Linked DNA regions of Gossypium hirsutum: region 2 is linked to region 1. The links are chromatin contacts, called in public Hi-C maps. All regions are on one chromosome and are shown on one strand. The core of a region is the stretch at or near the end of the contact, and the rest is flanking DNA. Distances in the headings are between cores, read along the strand shown. Region 1 overlaps LOC107929673 (cationic amino acid transporter 9, chloroplastic). Region 2 holds the start of LOC107929676 (protein VASCULAR ASSOCIATED DEATH 1, chloroplastic).

Evidence for each region. A called contact is a pair of places that touch in the nucleus more often than the background predicts.
Region 2: a contact with region 1 is called in a Hi-C map of leaf, with 2.6 times the contacts expected there. The contact joins the promoter of LOC107929676 here to the enhancer-like site in region 1. A contact is called at or near these places in 3 of 34 Hi-C or Micro-C datasets (callus and leaf).

Annotation. Positions count from the first base shown.
Region 1 is chrA08:106,457,391-106,463,662 of Gossypium_hirsutum_v2.1, forward strand. LOC107929673 (cationic amino acid transporter 9, chloroplastic) reads right to left here. Exons shown (of 8, transcript XM_016861165.2): 6 at 6,225-6,272; 7 at 5,902-5,991; 8 at 5,359-5,759. The coding sequence ends at 5,616. Among protein-coding and RNA genes, the nearest start is that of LOC107929673, 5.8 kb to the right of the region's middle. Within about 2 kb of position 4,516, at least 7 of the 9 cell types and tissues checked have an H3K27ac peak or open chromatin away from gene starts, as enhancers often do.
Region 2 is chrA08:106,622,591-106,629,197 of Gossypium_hirsutum_v2.1, forward strand. It overlaps LOC107929676 (protein VASCULAR ASSOCIATED DEATH 1, chloroplastic), which reads left to right and starts at 4,572. Exons shown (of 18, transcript XM_041074351.1): 1 at 4,572-4,925; 2 at 5,366-5,425; 3 at 6,096-6,146; 4 at 6,369-6,434; 5 at 6,558-6,607. The coding sequence starts at 4,728.

The DNA of each region.
Region 1 (6,272 bases), core at 3,266-5,765:
GAAACGGTGGATAGGTACAAGTGATAAGGATTTAAAAAAGCTGGCAATTGATTATTTTAAAAACTTATTTTTATCAAACCCAACGTAGAACTGTCAAAATCTAAGGAGTGAAATTCAACCTTGTATCAATAGGATCTTAAATGATGCATTATGTATGGAGTTCAAGAAGTAATAAGTGGTGGAAGCTGCGAAAGCAATATCTCCTCTTAAAGCTTCTGGTAAGGACAACTATCCAACTTTATTTTATCAAAAGTTCTGGCTTATTGTTGGAGATGATGTTATTAAATATTGCCTTGAGGTGTTGAATAGTCACAAGGATCTTGTGGAGATAAACAAAATCAATATTGTACTCATTCCTAAAGTTCTATCACCAAAGAATTTGGGGCAATTCAGACCTATAAGCCTCTACAATGTCATCTATAAAATAATCTCGAAAGTAATGGTAGAAAGGTATTACATTTATGTATTGGGGAAACACAAGGAGCTTTTGTCCCAAGCAAGCAAATAACAGATAATATCTTTAGCATATGAATTATTACACTCGTTTAAGAAGAAAGAAAAAAGTGGTAGAGGATCTTTCGCATTGAAGTTAGATATGAGTCAAACCTACGATAGAGTGGAATGTGATTATATTGTAACCATGATAAGGCTATTAGGCTTTTGCAACAAATGGATAACTCTTATTATGAGATGTGTAAGGAGTGTCTCCTATTTGGTGGTGCTTAATAGGACTCAAGGAGCAGATTTTAAACCTTCAAGAGGTTTAAGACAAAGGGACCCCTTGAGACCATACTTATTTATTACATACGCAGAAAGTTTCTCAAGATTGTTGAATATGGCAAAAAAGGAAGGGAAGATTGAAGGGGCAAAGGTAGAAAGAGGATGATTATAAATAACTCATCTATTTTTTGCTGATGATAGCATCCTATTTGGAGAGGCTTCGATTGAAGGAGTAATGGTGATAAAGGCAGTGGTAAATGAATATAATAAGACTTTAGGTCAAATGGTGAATTTTGATAAATCCTTAATCTATTTCAATAGCAATACCATTGAGGGAATTAAAGTATAAATAGGCAGAGTCTTGGGAGTTTGAATATCAAATAACCCAGAGAAATATCTTGGGTTACCAACGATGGTTGAAAGGAGGAAAAAAATATTTTTGTGGAGATAAAAGAAAAATAAACACAAAAAAATGAAGAGTTGGAGCGTTAACCTTTCTATAGGTGGCAAGGAGATTTTTATTAAATCCATTTTTCAAGCGTTTTCAATTTATACAATGTAATGTTTTATGTTACCTATGTTATTATGTCGTGAGTTAGAGAATTTAATGTGCATATTTTGGTGGCAATATTTGAAATCTAACAAAGGCATTAATTGGAGTAGCTAAACTTCTATGTGCAGCCCAAAAGTGCAAAGGGGAATGGGGTTTAAGGAGTTATCAAAGTTTAATATAGACATGTTGGCTAAACAGGGGTGGAAACTAATCACCAATCCTAATAGCTTACTTGCTTGAGTAATGAAAATTAAGAATTACCCTCGAGTGGATTTTATAAGTGCGAGTTTAGGGTCTTACCCATATTTAACTTGGCATAGCATTTGGGGTGCCCGTAGTCTATTAGAATATGGCACGAGATGGAAAATAGGAAATGGCGAAATGACGAATATATGCAACGATGCGTGGCTGCCTACCCCTGGAGACGGAAGAATAAAAGTTCAGAACATTAACCTAATTTTTTTTACATTGGTAGATCTAATCAATAGAGATTGACTTACCTGAAAACAATATGACATCTGCAATTTATTCAACATAGAACAAGCTGAGGCAATTTTGTCGATTCCGTGGGTGAGTGGTATGCAGTCAAATGAGACAATATGGTGGGGGGACAAATCGGGTGAATACACAGTAAATAGTGGTTACAAATGGTTAATAACCTATGGAAGATAACAAACAACTACTTATCAACCTTAAGTAATCTAAAATTACGAAGGCTTAGGGAAGATACGCTTTTCTCAATTTGTTTGGAGGAAGATGAAACTGCGGCCCACCTCTTTCGAGACTGCAGGTTCATGAAAATGGTTCTTCAAGGGGTTGGTGTGGATATCAAATATTGAACAAGAGTGGAAGCATACTTTTTTTCAAAAACAACATGCAAATATGTATTATAAAGGCCATTTCACTGTGGGACATATGGTTTAATAGGAATAATGCTATCACGAGGGGAAGAAGAGAAAGGTTCAGGATGTAGTAGATTTCACCAAAGCATATATAAGTCAAGAGAAGAACACTAGAGGCCCCTAAAGGCAGAGCAAGTCAAAATAAATTTTAATGCAGCATACCAACAACAGGAAAATAGAGCAACAACGAGCATAATAATAAGAAATAGCGAGGGGTTGGTAATGGATTCATGCATTACCTAGTAGAAAATGCTCGAGACCCGACCACTGTGGAAGCTAGAGCCTGTCTAAAAGCTGTTACTTTTGGGGAAGAAATGGGGTTTAGTAATGTTGTAGTGGAGGGGAACGCACTAACAGTGATAAAAAAAACTGAAGTCAGCAAATATTGACAAATCGATGATTAGAAATATAGTAGATGAAAAGTATATGGGCGAATAAGGGTATTTTGGCAAAAGGCCTTAGCTAAAAGGTGGGTACGAGTTCGAACATCTCAGCTATCAACGATGCATGGATTCCAGATGCAATTAATTTTAGATTATCTTCAGTTACTTTTACTATGACAAACTTTAAAGTTTCCAATTTGATCAGTAGCGATGAACGGAAATGGAAAAGTGAGCTAATTGTTAATACATTTCTGGAAGAAGAAGCTGGAAGGATCCTCCGTATCCCTCTGACGAGAGGGCCTCACGATGATTTCATGGTGTGGAGCGGTGAGCCTTCGAGAGAGTTTTCAGTTCAGAGTGCCTACAAACTATTACAGATTTCAAATCCTAGAGCTTACACTTTACAATCCATCTACAGGGATCTTTACAAAAAAATATGGCTTCTAAATCTGCCTACAAAAATAAAAATTACAATCTGGAAACTCTCATGGAATTGCGTGCCACACGAGTCAACATGCAGCACAGGAAGCTAGTCAATAACTCAAATTGTCCCTGTTGTGGTGTAGGAGCCGAAACTATGGATCATCTTTTTTGCGAATGCCCTATTTCAGTATCAGTATGGAGTGCATTAGCAATCCCAAATCTTCTACAGAATACTAATCTAGATTTCATAAAATGGCTCACCTAGATCTTTGCCCAGTACTCTCCCTCTCAATGCAGACTAATTGGTTGTGTGTTATGAGCCATCTGGGGTGACAGAAACACTTGAATCTATGATAAAGTCAGTAGAAATGGTCAGGAGATAGCAATTTTTGTCAAAAACTATATTAAAGAACAATATGGTGTCGAATCAAGAAAGTCAAAAACTTGGAGGATGTTGGAAAATGGAAAAACCCACCCGGACAGGGAGTGAAAATAAACTTTGATGGAGCATATGATGCGAGACACTTCCAATCGGCTTCAGGGATAGTGGTTAGAAACAGAGAAGGGGTTGTTCTCTTCTCTTGCTTAGAAATTCATCAAGAAGTTCCCTCCGCCTTCGCAGCAGAAGCGGTCACTTGCCGAAAAGCAATCCAGATAGGAATAGAAATGAAATGGTCAGAAATCATCGTTGAAGGAGATTCGTTATCGGTAATAAAAAAATGTAAGGCGAAAAGGCAAGACAAGTCGCAGATCGAAGCATATATTTACGATATTCATCAGGTAGCATCTAGATCTAAGTATTTCAGATTTGAACATACTCTAAGATCAGTAAATGTTTTAGCCTACATACTAGCAATAGAAACGTTAAAGACGAAGGAAGAGATATACCTGGTTGAATGAGTTCCTCGATATGCAGAATAGCAAAAAGTAATTAACAGTGAGCGAGAACCAGACTGAAGATGAAAGAAGATGAAAAGAAAGAAGGGGAAAATGTTTCAAAATGGAGTGTTTTTTCGGTGATTAAAACTCCCCTCATAAATGAAAATGCCTTGAAGAACGGAATGACAGAAAGATAGAGTGATAGGCGTCAGGATTTTCTGATTGGGAAAATCTTCGGTTATAATTATTTTAGTCTAGATTTTTCTTATCTTTTAGATTCAATTTTTCTGATATAGGCCTTTTTAACTTGGGCCTATTTCATGCTCTTGTTTATTTTATTTTTGGACTGATTGTTCTTTTTTTTATTTGAGTTTATAAAAGCCCCATCTGAAGTTTTAATTTCAAAAAAGAAAAAAAATAGAAATTCCAGGTCCAAGAGGTTATCTTTCGAACACACACCTCAAACGTTGAAAGGAGCAACGCACATTCTGGCAACAAAAGCGTGAAGATATAACGTTCTGATCTACTAGATGGAAGAGGTGCCTCCAGAAGTGGAACCTCTCATTACGAATGATAGAAAGGGTATATTGAAGTAGTAATTGGATCTCTATAGAAGACATGTCACGATAGAGGCAAGTAAGAGCGATGAGCTCTTGCAAAAGAGAAATGCAGTTCGAGTTAAACGATGGCGGAGACATAACTCGAGACAAATGTTCTGAGGGGTGAAACTATCTGACAAAGAGGACAGAGAGACTAGTTAAAAATCAACTGAGGCATTGAAACAATTTTGAGACAAGTCAACCCGATGTCATTTTGAAGACGTGACAAGGGCGTTGCGAGAATGGATGGAGGAGAATGTCATGAGTCACAAATCAAAGCTCGTGACAAATGCACATAAAACCTCACATAGAGGTCGACTACTTAAGTGTGACTTATTTAATTCACTTGAACTAACTCGATTCATGAAACATATGAAAAAACCCATCTACTTGATTGCTTGATGAATTGGTGAATCACTCCAATAAAATTAGAATTAACGAGATAATTATTGTAAATTCTAATAAATAAAAATGTATAGAGTTTAAATCCATTAGACTCTCAATTTGTAGATAGACACTAATTTTAGTTATCGATGTAATCCGATATTTACTATTAGATCTTAAAGAACTCAACTATAAATAAAATCTTCCTCTTTCATTAGTAATAATCCTATTATTTTTATTTAGAGTTATAAAATACATTAGAGAATATTTATTCAAACACTTGGTGTGCTATAATTTTCTCATGGCATTTCTATTTGATTCAAATCCCTTTGTCTTTCTGAATTACTTTCACTTTATTTGGATGTCATAGAGAATTTTACTTTTGAATTTTCATTTTCAAGAGGTAGGCGAACTTAAGTGGATTTGAAGCAACCACGTAGCTTACGAAACTAAAATTCTAGCCATGTGACATAAATGTATGCATTGTAGAACAGTCAAACACCACAAGAAGTCAATGATCCACAAATTAATCTGTATCTTAACAGTTGTAAAAACGACAGCTCGAGGAGAACCTACCTAGTTGGTAAGAAATTAAATGTACTGTAGAGAAGACCGTGTAAATACACTTTGTTTATTAGTCAGCAGAGATGCCAACATTTTCTAATAGAAATCTACATCTATGATCACTAATAATTTTATAAGCTGATTGTGCAATAATAGGATGATAGACTACAAGTCCCACCAATAACTATTGGTGACTGTACATTAATGCTCAGTGTCTATCTTCTTCAGGCGCCATATGGTAAATAATTGTCTCATCTAAACGGGGATTAGCATGATACTGTCCATAAAATGCATAAATACCTACAGATACTATGCTGAGGATGATGAATCTGATCCACGCTTCATAGTGCAACTGTGCCAAAAAAAATAGGGTAATTAACACCAGCCGGCTTTGGTCTATAAATTCTTCGAATTTTAACTCCTTTATGAATTGGTTACACAAATTCAATGCACTAATTCAAAAGGATTGTAGTGAGGGCATTTTGCAGGCATACCTGAGCAAACAGGTATATGTTGAAAAAGATGCAAACAGATGGCACAATCGGAACCCATGGACAAGAAAACCCTGGAGGATCTGAATAAGCCTGAGAAGAGTGCATTAATGGGTTCAAAAAATCATATTAAGAGGTTTACCAATTCAGCTGGTCATGTTAAACCAAGCAGAAAGCCAGCATGTGCGCTGTAAATAGCCAAAAGCGCAATCAATCTTAACATTGAACACCATTAACACCATATGTATATCAATAAACACTCCCTTTTTCCTGGCATTGGAAAGGAAAAGTAGAAATCAAATTTATGTATAGATAAATTCATTCACCTGACGGAAACAAAGAGCAGCACAAGCCATTATGGCTATAACCACCGC
Region 2 (6,607 bases), core at 3,322-5,821, 170 kb after region 1:
ATAAAATTTTCAGAATTTTTGGTTTAGCCAATCAATACCAAATTTTTCTCAAAGTTTCCCATGTTTCACTGTTTGACTAATCTGACCACTCTTCATTACGAATCAAATTTCTCATTGTACAGAATTCAAAATATGTTCTCGTTTATTCTATTTGAAACTAGACTCATTAAGCTTTAATTACATAATTTATGCAGCTTCTAACTCATCTCCCACAATTTATGGTGATTTTCCAAAGTCACGTTACTGCTGCTGTCCCAAGCAGATTTATTACCAAATCACTCTTTCACACCTAACTTGCATGCTTGTTATTTAAACATGTATATCACCAATCAATCATCACATATCTATGATTTTACTTAAGTATAATCTCCATTTCATCATTTTAAAGCACAACATGTTAGCCGATTTTTCCCCTTAGTATCTAAGGCACATGCATGCTCATTTGTTTGGCTCAACTTCACCTATCTTCCATTTTTCATCAAAAGAACATGAAACAACAACCATTTCCTTCATTTTAATTCATGACTAAATGCTCACAACACAACCAAAAACCAAAATATGCTTTAAGAGTTAAGGTAGAATCAAGAAGAACTCATGAACCTCAAAATAAAAGCAAACTACCATGAACTTACCTTCAATTTTCTTCCCCAAGTGACCGAACATTCAAGAGCTTTCTCCTCTCCCTTCTCTTCTCTAACTTTAGGCTATGATGAACAAAGATGGACAAAGCTTTGTTCTTTTCACCCTTTTTTTTAATAAAATTTCATATTTCATCCATTTAATTCTTTAATACAAAAGACATGAAATTCCCATCATGGAACATTTACCTAACCCATTATCATGGAATATTTACCTAACCCATTATCATGAAACATTTACCTAACCCATTATCATGGAACATTTACCTAACCCATTATCAATTTGTATCAATTTGTACCATAAATTATGGATATCAAGTGCACATTTTGTCTACAACAACATGATGGCTGGCCACTTCATGTAAAATGGGAGGTTTGTCATGCAAATCCTCCTATTTTTCACTCCTATTTATTTGGCCACTTCAATTTAGCCTATAGCATTTTCAAACATTTTTACATAGGTCCTATTTCATAATTTCACCCTTTTTTTCTTATGGAAAAAAATTAACTAAAATTGCCGGGTTCTATCTTAAGCTTGGGCCTTCTAGAGGCCCACTAACATAATTAAACCTATGCCAACATTCACAGAATTCCCGAAAATTGGGGCATTACAATGTACATGTTAGGGAAATCTGTAAATTCAAGTTCTTATGCTCATACTGTTATGTATTTAAACTACGAAAATGATGTATTAATTTTAACCTCTTAAATTATGTAAAAGATGGATTTTTATAAGAGTATCTCACTCTAGTATATGTAGTTTATTTTGGCTAGCCTTTATCGAATTTCAGGTAATGTATGATATTCTATAAGTTGTTTGTATGAACGTGTTAATGCTTCAAGTTAGAAATTAGTTTTGTGTAACCTCTCCATTGATTGATTGTTTGGCCAGGCGTGTGGGGTTGTTACAAGTTTCGACCCCTTCATAGCTTTCCTTTTTTTCTTCTAGGTTCCTTCACCTACATGCTCTACTTAAAAAATAACTATAAGTCCAATTCCCTCCAAAGAAGTTATCAACGAGTTTCTAAACTTCAAAACATTTTAATGGGTTCTCAATATAGTAATATCATAAACTAAGTACTTTCGTTAGCCAATTTTTCAATTTAGTCATTAAATGTTAGTTTTGATAAGATGTATTAAATGTTAGTTTTGATAATATGTAAATCATACTTAACATATAAATTAAAAATTAAACACGTTTATATATATTAAATAAACAATTTTAATTTGAATTGTTAAAAAATAGAATTTAACCATATTACTTATTTTTTTAACATGATATATTCAAATTATACAAATATACAAATGTAAAAAGTTTGATTTATGTATGCTTTATTGTGAAATTCAAACTAACATTAAATGCTTAATTAGGTTGATGGGACTATCTGATTGATATGATATCAATATTTCGAAAACTCAATTAAAATATCTTAAATTTTTAAATCAATTTAAAATATTAATTATAGTTTGTAGGTGCTTGTTTTGGGTTAGTAACTTTTCTATCAATAGTAGTTCCGAGAGTTCTATGTAGGAGCACCTTTAGAAACAATTACCTTTAGAAACAACTACCTTTTGGGAACTACTTTTAGTAACTATTCTTAGACTGTTCCACTCCTAAGATGTCCTAGAGAGCACAGTTTGGAGACTCAGATGCAAAAATGGTAAGAAGCTTACTTAACCTTTCTTTGAAATACAAGTACTTCATACGATGAATGCTAAAATAATTTAAGAGGGTGTAACTTTCATGTAACCATTATCATACCCATTATATATAATTGACCTTCCATTTTCTCAAGTTCAAGTAACCCTTTTTAATCCCATTACCCACAATTTTAACATGTTCATGCCACTTTCTCTTCATAATCATTTCCCTTTTTAACTTATTTTTTCAAAGTCTATAAATAAATGTTTGAATGTTTCATTTGGAACTTTTTGATCTTTTGGCAAACTTGGCACTTTAAAATTCTCTCTGCAATTTTCTTTTTACAGTCATAACAATCATTGTAACTCTTATCTTTCTCAGTCGCTTATTGCATCCATAATCAATAACTATTACCGAACTTGTTCTTCAGAGTCTACTCCGATCTTCTTCTCCATCATCTTTCCACAACATTTCATTTTGTTAGATTGTAACTTTTCCTCACTTTACCAAAATATCCTTTTACATAGTTTAAGAAAGTTTAAAGAAATTAATCCATATTGAAAAGAGCCAGCAATTTGAGATGTAGTAACAATGCTAGGGAGAAGAGATTTAACAGCTAGCTCACTAATGGAATTGTCCAAGAACTCAACAAAACTCCTTTAAGGCTTAGTTTAGAAATGCTTCTTAAAAGTGTATTTTAGAAAGAAAAAAAATACTTTTGAAAAAAAGTTAAAATTTTTAAGTTCTAAAAAAGATGTTTTTGGCCAATGTTGGCTTGGGAGAAGTACATTTTCTATAAAAAAAAATAGTTTATTTAGGAATATTTTTGTTCCAAAAATACTTTTTGTCTCAAAAAGATTTTTTAGAAGGAATACTAAACTGGTGAATTAAATAATTTATAGAGTTGCGTCCAAGTACTTTCAACTTATGGTGAATGCCATTAAAATTTGTAATTTTTGGCTGCTATCAGGTAAAAAGAATTATAACGGTATGAAAACGTGACAGTAACGTAGGAGATAAATAATGGTAGTCGAAAGCCCAATAACTTCGGTTAAATCGGCCCAAAATAGACGTTGGATTATTTTTCCTAATTAAAGATAAGCTTAAATAAAAAATTAGCCCCAGCACTTTTCTATTTAGACATCTAAATTATTATTATTTATTAAAAATGGTATCTAAACTTTAATTCCTTCAATTAAAAGGAATTCTAAAACCAATTAAAATGTGATATGTAGCATTTTTAATTAAATCCACCTCACTGTTCTCGGAGGATCAGTCTGTTGGGAAGACCAGTATAATCACTCGCTTCATGTACGTTCTGCCTCCATCGACGATGAGCTCAAGTCTTGGGAGTTGGGACGCTGATTTCGTCAAGGTCGATCAAGCCGTGCTCTTCGACCTAATCCTGGTATCTCTGCCTTTCTTTGATGAGGATTTAAATTTTATTTCGAAATTTATTTATATCTAAGGGTATTTCTTTTTCCTTTCTTAAAAATTTTCAATGTGCTTGAGAACATGCATGGGGTTGTTCTTTTTCTTCTTCTTCTTCTTCAACTGTTATGTTTTGTCCAATAGTTCTAATGTTAATATATATTTTTCTTCATTAACTATCAGTCTGTATTTCTGGATGCGATTTTGCTGCATTGAAGTGGAACATGTAGGAAAACAGAGATCCTGCTAAAGTCAAGTTAAAGAGCTTCGATTCATGTTTATTACAGTGCAACTCAGAACTCGTGGATCCTGCTATTTTTTTATCTATTGCCAAGCTACCACTTTTACGGCTTATAGCAAATGAATTTATTGAAGTGGGAGAGGGGATGGGGCCATGGGAACTTGCTGTAAGAACCCTGGTGAGGAGCAGCTGTGAGGGTGGAGGGATAAAAAAGACAATGAAGCGAGGGATAGGAGAGAAAGAAAAAAGAAATTAATTTAATTTAATTAATATTAAATTTAAAATTTTTAATTAAAATTCCATGTGTCATTTTGAGAGTTACTTTTACGGAGTTAACGCTTTAGATCAAAATTAGTATTGAAAGTAAAATTTAAATCACTTTTAATAAAAGAAATAATTTAAGTACGTAAGTGAAAAAAATTATAATTCGGGTCAATTTTTTATTTAAGCCTAAAAAGTAACTTGACAGAATGTTTTGACTCCGTCACGTGGTAGAGTCCACCGGAGGACCGGTCGGTTGTCATTTTTATCCACTCAATAATCCGCCACGTGTCAAAATAGTCAACGTCTCTCCTTCAATGACTTGGCGTGGCAGTGAAATAGATTGCAAAACTGTACCGCTTGATGTTGGCTTCCGCTTTCAGAAATAAGTCCCTGTTTGTCAAACGGCGTAGTTTCTTTTAGCTATTCCTTGGACTCTCCCACCCAAAAGAAAAAAAAAAGACACTGAAAACTCAGATCTCTGCCATCTCTATCGGCTCTTCCCCACCCTGCTATGGCAGTTACCTCTGCTGCCGCCGAGAGGATCGATCTTCCGCGGTCTTCTATGGATCGTTCTCTTTCTAAAGCAGTCTCCGACGACGTTTCTGATTCTTCAACTTCGCCAAACGATTCCTCGCCTACCGACACGCCTGATCGCAACGATGCTTCCAATGCTTCACCCAACCCTAGCTACAAAGATGTTGATATTCAGGTTCTTTTTTCTACCACTTACTTTTAGCTTAATTCATGTCCCTGCTTCCTTTACAAAAAGTCAGGAAGAAAAAAACGACGAGAAAGTAGATTAGGATTATGTTATGAGTTCAATTTTGCTAATTCTTGATTATTATGGCCAAGTTCTACAATAATCACTATCATTTAATCAAATTTACTTCAATTTTTTTTTTGAAGGCTGCTTTTGCCAAACTTTCTATTATTAGAATTCTATTGAAGCTTTCATGTTTTCGTGGTGAAATTCCGAAAGATATATGGTTTTTAAATAAATTCCAACAAGAGGTAGAAAAGAGGATGGCTTATAAGGAGTTTTGATCGATGTAGTTAAACTTGGACTAATTAGACAATCATCGAGAATTTAGTTTTCAAGAACTGAATACTTCTAGAACTATGGCTAAATCTGATGCTTATGAATTTCAGTCTCAGTCAGCATTGAGGAGTGAAGAATACCGCCAACTGTTTAGGCTTCCACCTGAAGAGGTGAGCAACTTTAGTAACAAGCTGTTAGCAGTTCTCCTCGTCTTGTCTCCTTTGTATTTTGTTTTGACATTCTTTGGCTTGTAAATGCTAAAATTGTTTCTTGTAGTTGTGTGAAAATATATTGCCAGTTTTGTATTTTAGAAGTTTTGAGCGCCTAAACATTCATGTAGAATTCTCACGAACCCAATAATTAAAATGATAAAGTTATTGGTTAAAGATTCAAAAATGCTTGTTCATGCTTTCTTTCCTACTTTAGTATCTAAATGTCATCTATTGGTATCTTTAAAACTTTTTTAGAAAATTGAAACACTTTTTTTTTAAGTTCAAAATAAATGTGTTTTCTCTTCTTTAGCCTATTTTTTGTTACCATGTGTAAGCAGATCTCTGATCCTCTCGTTTTTGTTTTAGAGTCTTTGTTCTGTAAATGAATTCATTCTTGGCATGATTAGTGTGAGAGAGATAATAACACATTGTGTGCAAGTAATTCCTGATACCTAACATTCATGTGGCATTGATGCTATAACCAATCCTTTTTTGTTTCTTTTGGTGATGGATTTTAAAAAACTTGCTAATTGAATTGCTTTTAATTTGAAATTTCTCTCACTGTGTTGCATTTTAGAAATGTATCATAAAAACAGTTTTAAACACTTTCTTTTGTCCTCTGCTGTAGTTCCTTGTCCAGGATTTCAACTGTGCATTCCAGGAGAGTATTCTTCTTCAGGTAATCTAGATCTTTACAATGACCTTTACTGCTTTTGTTCTGCTGCATCTGCTAGTTTTTTAGCTTGGCACATCACCTTATGTTCCTTTTTTCAAACTGTGGGAGGTTTATTATTATTATTATTATTTTTTTGTTGGGGGGGGGGGCGGGCTGGTAGGTTTATATTTTTCAAATATTTGGCGGCTGTATAAATGTGTTCCCCTCTCTAATTGCCTTTTGCAGGGTCACATGTACCTGTTTGTTCATTACATTTGCTTTTATTCCAATATATTTGGATTTGAAACAAAGGTAATCCTCAGAAGTTAGTATTATTCTTTCTTTGTTTTCCAGTGTCCTATTTCCCGGGAAACTGTTTTAACTTTTTATTTAACATGGTATGATCATGGAATATTGTATGAGTTCCTTTTGCAGAAAGTAATTGCCTTCAACGAAATTACAAGTGTTAACAGAGCAAAGACTGC